Linked DNA regions of Zea mays: region 1 is linked to region 2. The links are chromatin contacts, called in public Hi-C maps. All regions are on one chromosome and are shown on one strand. The core of a region is the stretch at or near the end of the contact, and the rest is flanking DNA. Distances in the headings are between cores, read along the strand shown. Region 1 holds the start of LOC100384454 (Methionyl-tRNA synthetase). Region 2 holds the start of LOC103645969 (putative DNA ligase 4).

Evidence for each region. Hi-C and Micro-C count contacts between places; a contact is called where the count stands out from the background.
Region 1: a contact with region 2 is called in a Hi-C map of leaf, with 2.9 times the contacts expected there. The contact joins the promoter of LOC100384454 here to the promoter of LOC103645969 in region 2. A contact is called at or near these places in 3 of 25 Hi-C or Micro-C datasets (ear and leaf).

Annotation. Positions count from the first base shown.
Region 1 is chr2:12,074,700-12,077,685 of Zm-B73-REFERENCE-NAM-5.0, reverse strand. LOC100384454 (Methionyl-tRNA synthetase) reads right to left here and starts at 1,407. Exons shown (of 1, transcript NM_001328133.1): 1 at 383-1,407. The coding sequence starts at 1,200. The coding sequence ends at 973.
Region 2 is chr2:11,935,240-11,938,103 of Zm-B73-REFERENCE-NAM-5.0, reverse strand. LOC103645969 (putative DNA ligase 4) reads left to right here and starts at 1,295. Exons shown (of 28, transcript XM_020548145.2): 1 at 1,295-1,453; 2 at 1,544-1,933; 3 at 2,462-2,553; 4 at 2,621-2,706; 5 at 2,809-2,864. The coding sequence starts at 1,595.

The DNA of each region.
Region 1 (2,986 bases), core at 158-2,657, 140 kb before region 2:
AAATGGTCTCCATAAAAAATCCAAGGACGCAATCTATGGCAAGCAAACATATGTGGGGTGAGGTGTACGAGCCCCTAGTCGATGATCAATGGCCACACAACCCCCATTTTTGTCGACAATAGCATGAACGAACATTTTCAATAATACTGAAGGCTAACACCTACAGATTTTTGACCAAGAAATGGTCTCCCCTAGAAATTCAAGGCTGTCGAAAATTGCATGAATGACCATTTCAATAATGCCGAAGGCTAACCCCTACGAATTTTTTTTAAAAAAAATTGTCTCCACCAGAAATCCAAGAATGTGATCTATTAATAGGAAACATATGTGTTGTCAGGTGTACGAGGCTCTGGTCGACGATGAGTGACCACACAAATCGGCAGAGCACCAACAGAAAGTTACACTCTCTTTACTACAGTACTATGAATAGTTTTACTACACTATTTCCAAGCAAAGATGGTGACGGCCGCAGCGAGCGGCCTCTTTTTCGCATGGTTGCCGGCTCGCCGCCTCTGCTGACCGCCGGTGCCGGTCGCCATACGACTACGAGCCCTGATAATTACTCTCTCCGTTTCTTTTTATTAGTCGCTGGATAGTACAAAATTACACTATCCAGCGACTAATAAAAAAAAACGGAGGGAGTACGTACTATCATTTACATTATTACAGGGAACTAGCTAGAAGCACCGATTAGCTAGCTTGTTGAAGCAGAGAGACATCGTTGAAGCAGCAGGAATAGGAGCCTGGGCAAGAGCCCAGGATTGTCTGGACTTAGGTCCGCCACTGATTAGGAGGAACACGCTGGCCATACCGCGCAGGACATTGACGGGCACCCTTAGTCAAGAAACTGAAGCGGATCATTAACTTGTCAAATGACGAGCTCTCGAGCCATCGGAGCTGCTTCATCGGCGACAACCGGCCGGCTGGCGGCCTGGCGCTGGCAACAAGAGGGTGTGTGCCTCGTCCGATCCTTCAGCCGCAGAGGGTGACGAGTCGGCGGAGGCAGCGGGTGCAGGAGTACTTGCGCTTGCTCTTGAGGCACAGCGGCAGGCCGAGGACGCGCCGCTCGCTCTCCACGTCGACGGCCACCACGGCCCCGCCGCAGCGCGGGCACGCCCCGGGCGCCTTGTGCGCGCCCACCACCCGCTCCTTCTCCGCGCCGCACAGCACCCGCACCACGCCCATCGTCGCCGCCGCCATTTCGCTTCTCCTCTGCGCGCGCGCTGCTGTCAGTTAGCTGCCTCTGCTCTCCGGCCGGGCTCGACGATCCAACAAGAAACCGAGCGAGCGATGTCAGCAGAGGAAGAGCCGAAGAAGAAGATCGACTTGCTGGTTGGCTTGGCAGTCCTGGAGAAGGATGGCGGAGCGTCGACCGCTAGATATGGGGGAACCGAACTGGGGTTCTGGATTTCTGGGTGTGGCCGGCGCTCGATTGGCCGTACGTATATATAGAGGCCGAGAGCGCGAGCGAGAGCCGAGCCTGCCGAGGGCGCAACGCAGAGGCAAAGAAAGCAGCCGCGCGCGCGCGCGCTAGTTGTCGTTGCTGTCTTGGTCGACGCACTCGATCGATTGGGTTTTCGCCTGGTGTGGTGCGCGTGCACTGCAGGTCTGCCGTCTGCAGCATCGCGGCAGTGTCACGGGACACGCCGGCCGTGGAGGTGTTGAGAGGGCCCTGTTGCCGTTGGGTTCGTTGCTTCCGTTTGTCAACACCTCGGGGGGAGACGTCTTTCCGTATCCGGCAATATCTGCAACCGCAACCGAATTTGATCAATCCATCCAGGGTGACAGCTGAGGCGTGTGCGCACCAGCAGCCAGACTGCTAAATATCTTTGATATTTGATGATATATAAACAGGCGTGTATGCACGAGGGCCTTTGTGACATATATTCGTACCCTACGTTTAGGGAAAGTTTGGCGTGCTTGATGAAGGCCGTTTATATTAGATTGCTGTAGATAAATATATGTATCGCTACAGTATGACAGAGGTTATTCCACGTATAGATAAATATATGACAGGAGGCCGCCATCACGTTGGGTTAAGAGCAAACAACCATGCGTTGAAAAAGTAATGCAAAAAAATGTCGCTATTCCATTTTTTTTTTGTCTAGTAGACCAAACTAAGGTTAGCATTTCAATTTTTTTTCTAATTAAGCAGTTCTAGTTTTCCACGTATAGTCTTATGCATTCACGTGTAAGCAAACGGATATCCATTTTCTGGCCCTCTGAAAACGCTTGATTTGACAAAGTTTTCTCCGCGATATGTTTAATTAACAGTCTTGTGATGTCAGAAGGCAGAGTTTGCTAGCCGACGGATTCCTCACCCCTGCCCTAGGCACCTAGCTAGCTAGGAAATCAGTGTCATCCTATACTCAGTTTGAAACGTTCTAGCATTTGAATCTCGCATGCATGCATGGTAGTTTAATATATACAACCAGGCAGCGTGTGCCATGCAGTTAATAATTGTACGGCCTAAGGTTAAAACAAATACGAATAGCTAGCACACGTCAATTAGATGGTGCATATATATTATTGCCACTTGATTTTCTTGACCTGGACGATAATACGACGTAAACATTTGATATATAGACGCCGTTCAATTAAACCATATGCGCGTGCTCTTTTGATTTCTGAAGATGCAATGGGCGGTTTACAGCTTGTGGCTGCCCGATCGACGAGCTGAGCGCGCGCGAAGGTAGATTATACGTGTCATGCACCGTGATCGCTAAAAAGGAAAGAAAGAAAGAAAAAGGCTAGATGGGTCGGATTCGGATCAGCCTGTCCAGTCGAGGCGGCGGCCGCGCCGCAGCAACAGAAGCACGGCACGGCCAGACGGGCACCCGCACCCACCCGATGACGCAGATTTGAGCCCGGCCCAGGAGTACGGCGCCAGGCCTGTCCGTTTCATTCCCGATCCATCAGCTAGCTTCCGCGGCCCGGACGCGCCAGGCCTGCAGGCTGCGGCACATGCTCGGCCGCCCATTCACAG
Region 2 (2,864 bases), core at 46-2,545:
AGGCGTCTTGAGGGTACCCCTAATTATGGTCCCCGACATTATTGTAGAGGATATTGTTGCTTGAGGACAACACCGGCCTCCAGCCATCTTCATGCCCCCATGCTTCACGACTACCAATGTGGAGGTCGTTTGGAGGAGGTGGCAAGGTTTTGGTGGCTCCAAGAAGAGGATCGAGGTGCGAGACGGTCAGGCTGAGTCCAGTGCACAGCCTCTCTCTCGCCCCTGCCACGTCAGCTCTCGCCTCCACTCTCGCCCCTGCTGCTCCAGTGCACAGGCTACAGCAGGCTACAACCTCAGGCTATAGCACACGTGGACCAATCAGAAGCCGCCACCTCACTGTCGCCCCTCGCTCTCGCCCGCGAAGACACCATCACCAACGCGTCGCCCCGCTCTCGCCTGCCTATCGCCGGGCGGTGGCAGTAGCGCCCGCCGGGTCGCTCTCGCCCGCCTCCAGCCCCGCTCTCGCCTCCTGCTGGGCGCTATCGTCCTCACTATAGCCTGCATTGGCACCAGCCTCAGAGGGGGGATTGCTGATTAGGCGAGTGGGTATGTTGGGAGTGGGTAAAAAAAGGGCAATTGTGATTATACCTTTATCCGGCATTCAATTGTGATTTTACCTCTATTTTGAAACCGAAGTCGTTTGCCTCTCCCTTAACACTGTTAGTGAAAATGAGAATTAGTGATTAAAAAAGAAAAACGAGGAGTATAATCATATTGCAAGGTGAGAGAAAAGTATAAGGGAGGGATAAACAACAGCTTCATTCTCAAAACAGAGAGGCACAATCACAAAATAAAAAAAAAGAAAGTTAAGATCATAATTGCAAAGTCAGAGAGGAGTATAATCGTAATTATATCTAAAAAAAATTACCGACGAAGTCTGGCTTCGGATGTTTTTCAACTACAGGAACGCCTAAACGAGTAAACGTAATATTGTAAGAGTGGCTCATAACAATTTTGTTTTTAATCTCTAGATCTAAACAAAAAAAATCATTCAACGATCCAGATATAGGTGGGTATAATTTTTTTGGTGTAACAAATATTTTAAGTTCTGTCTCTTTTTATAATATATATAATAGTGAAAATATTTGATTTTAGAGTTTGGGGAGGAAAATCAAGCCCGACTGCCTGAGAGGTAGAATGGTTTCCCCTTTTCTTTACAGTGGTCATCATCGCAATCTTCCGATCTCATTCTCATCCAGAGGCCAGCAAACCAGCCCACTTGACGTTCTTCAAACTGGCCCATCTAAATCCTAGAGGCCCAAATTGTTCTGTTGTCCTCGCTCGGTCCGTACTCCCAAGTCCAAGTGCCTCCTCGATCCTTGTCCGGTCGTCCCTCTCGAACTCGAGCACGCAGCCGGCAGGGAAGAGACAAGCGCCGGAGCCAGAGAAGCCTGCGGCCAGGCCACTAGGCCAGGGTACTCCGGGGAGGCGAGGGAGCGCTTGAGGGCAACAGGTAGGAGAAGTGAGGTGACTGCTATGAATCCTATTTATTTTCCAAATATTCATTTGTTTTGACACCTTTCATTTTTTTCCTTTCTGAAAGGAAATTGCATTTTCGTTTTGACCTTGGGCCCCTGCTGTCCCACCGCCGGTAATGGCGGCGAAGGTGCGGTTCGGCCTACTGGTGGCGATGTTCCAGGCCATGTCGGGCGACAAGAGTTCGGCGAAGAAGCGCGGCCGCCTGCGCGCGTTCCTCGACCGCGCCTACGTGCCCTGTGGCGGTAGGGATGACTACTTCAGCGCGCTCCGCCTCGTGCTGCCGGGGCTCGACCGTGAGCGCGGCTCCTACGGTCTCAAGGAGGCGGCCCTCGCCGCCGTGCTTGTGGACGCCCTTGGCATCGCCAAGGACTCTACCGACGCCGTCCGGCTCACCAACTGGCGCCGCGGTGGGGGTGGCCGCAACGCCGGCAACTTTTCGCTTGTGGCCGCTGAGGTATTTTATGCTGGCAGTTCTTCAATAGCACTTGCAAGTCCTCAACCTCACATTCTCTGCAGTTAACTAATTATGCCTTGCTATCTCGCCCTTGTCAGACAACAGTATGAAATTTGTTCAGTTGCTAATGTGAACCTGCGAGCATTTGTTTAGCTTAGTTTTAGGTTGGTTTCAACGTAGTAAGTGTGTGAATTCGGAAAGCAGCATAAGCTCTAGCCACTGAGTATTAGTTCAGTTGCTACATGTCCATAGGTTCATGCTCAGCGAGTCAGCCTTTATCATTGACATTGTGTCAAGAAATCTTCGTATTTGGTGCACACCATGTGCCAATAATCCTCCCTGCTTAAAAATTCCGAAGCTGTCTTGATCTTTATTTGGTTTTACATGATTGCATGAGTTTAATATGTAGTTGAAAAGTTTGGTTCAGTTCAGAATGATTATATGTAGATTGCTTGATTAGTGTGCCATCTTAGTTGTTGTGGTTCGTCAGCAACTACTTACCTAAGTTATATATTGATTGCCACCTAGATCTTGCAACGGAGGCAAGGTATAACTTCTGGCGGATTGACGATAAAGGAGGTCAATGATGCACTTGATCGTCTAGCTACAACTGAGAACAGGTAGCTGCAGCAGCTATTTGAATTTGTCTATGATAGAACTGTCAGGAGTTCCTTTTCATCTTGATAGGTCTGAGAAGGCTTTAATACTTTCCAATCTGATCAAGAAAACCAATGCCCTTGAAATGAAGTGGCTTCTGATGATAATTCTTAAAGGTGTGATACGTGTGCCCATTTCTTATTTGGTGTGCTCTTTTATGCTTTGCTGCAATTGCAGTGTTTTTATTTGCTTTTGTTTTTTGGCATATTTTGCTGTAGATTTGAAATTAGGGATAAGCGAGAAGAGCATATTCGAAGAATTTCATCCTGATGCG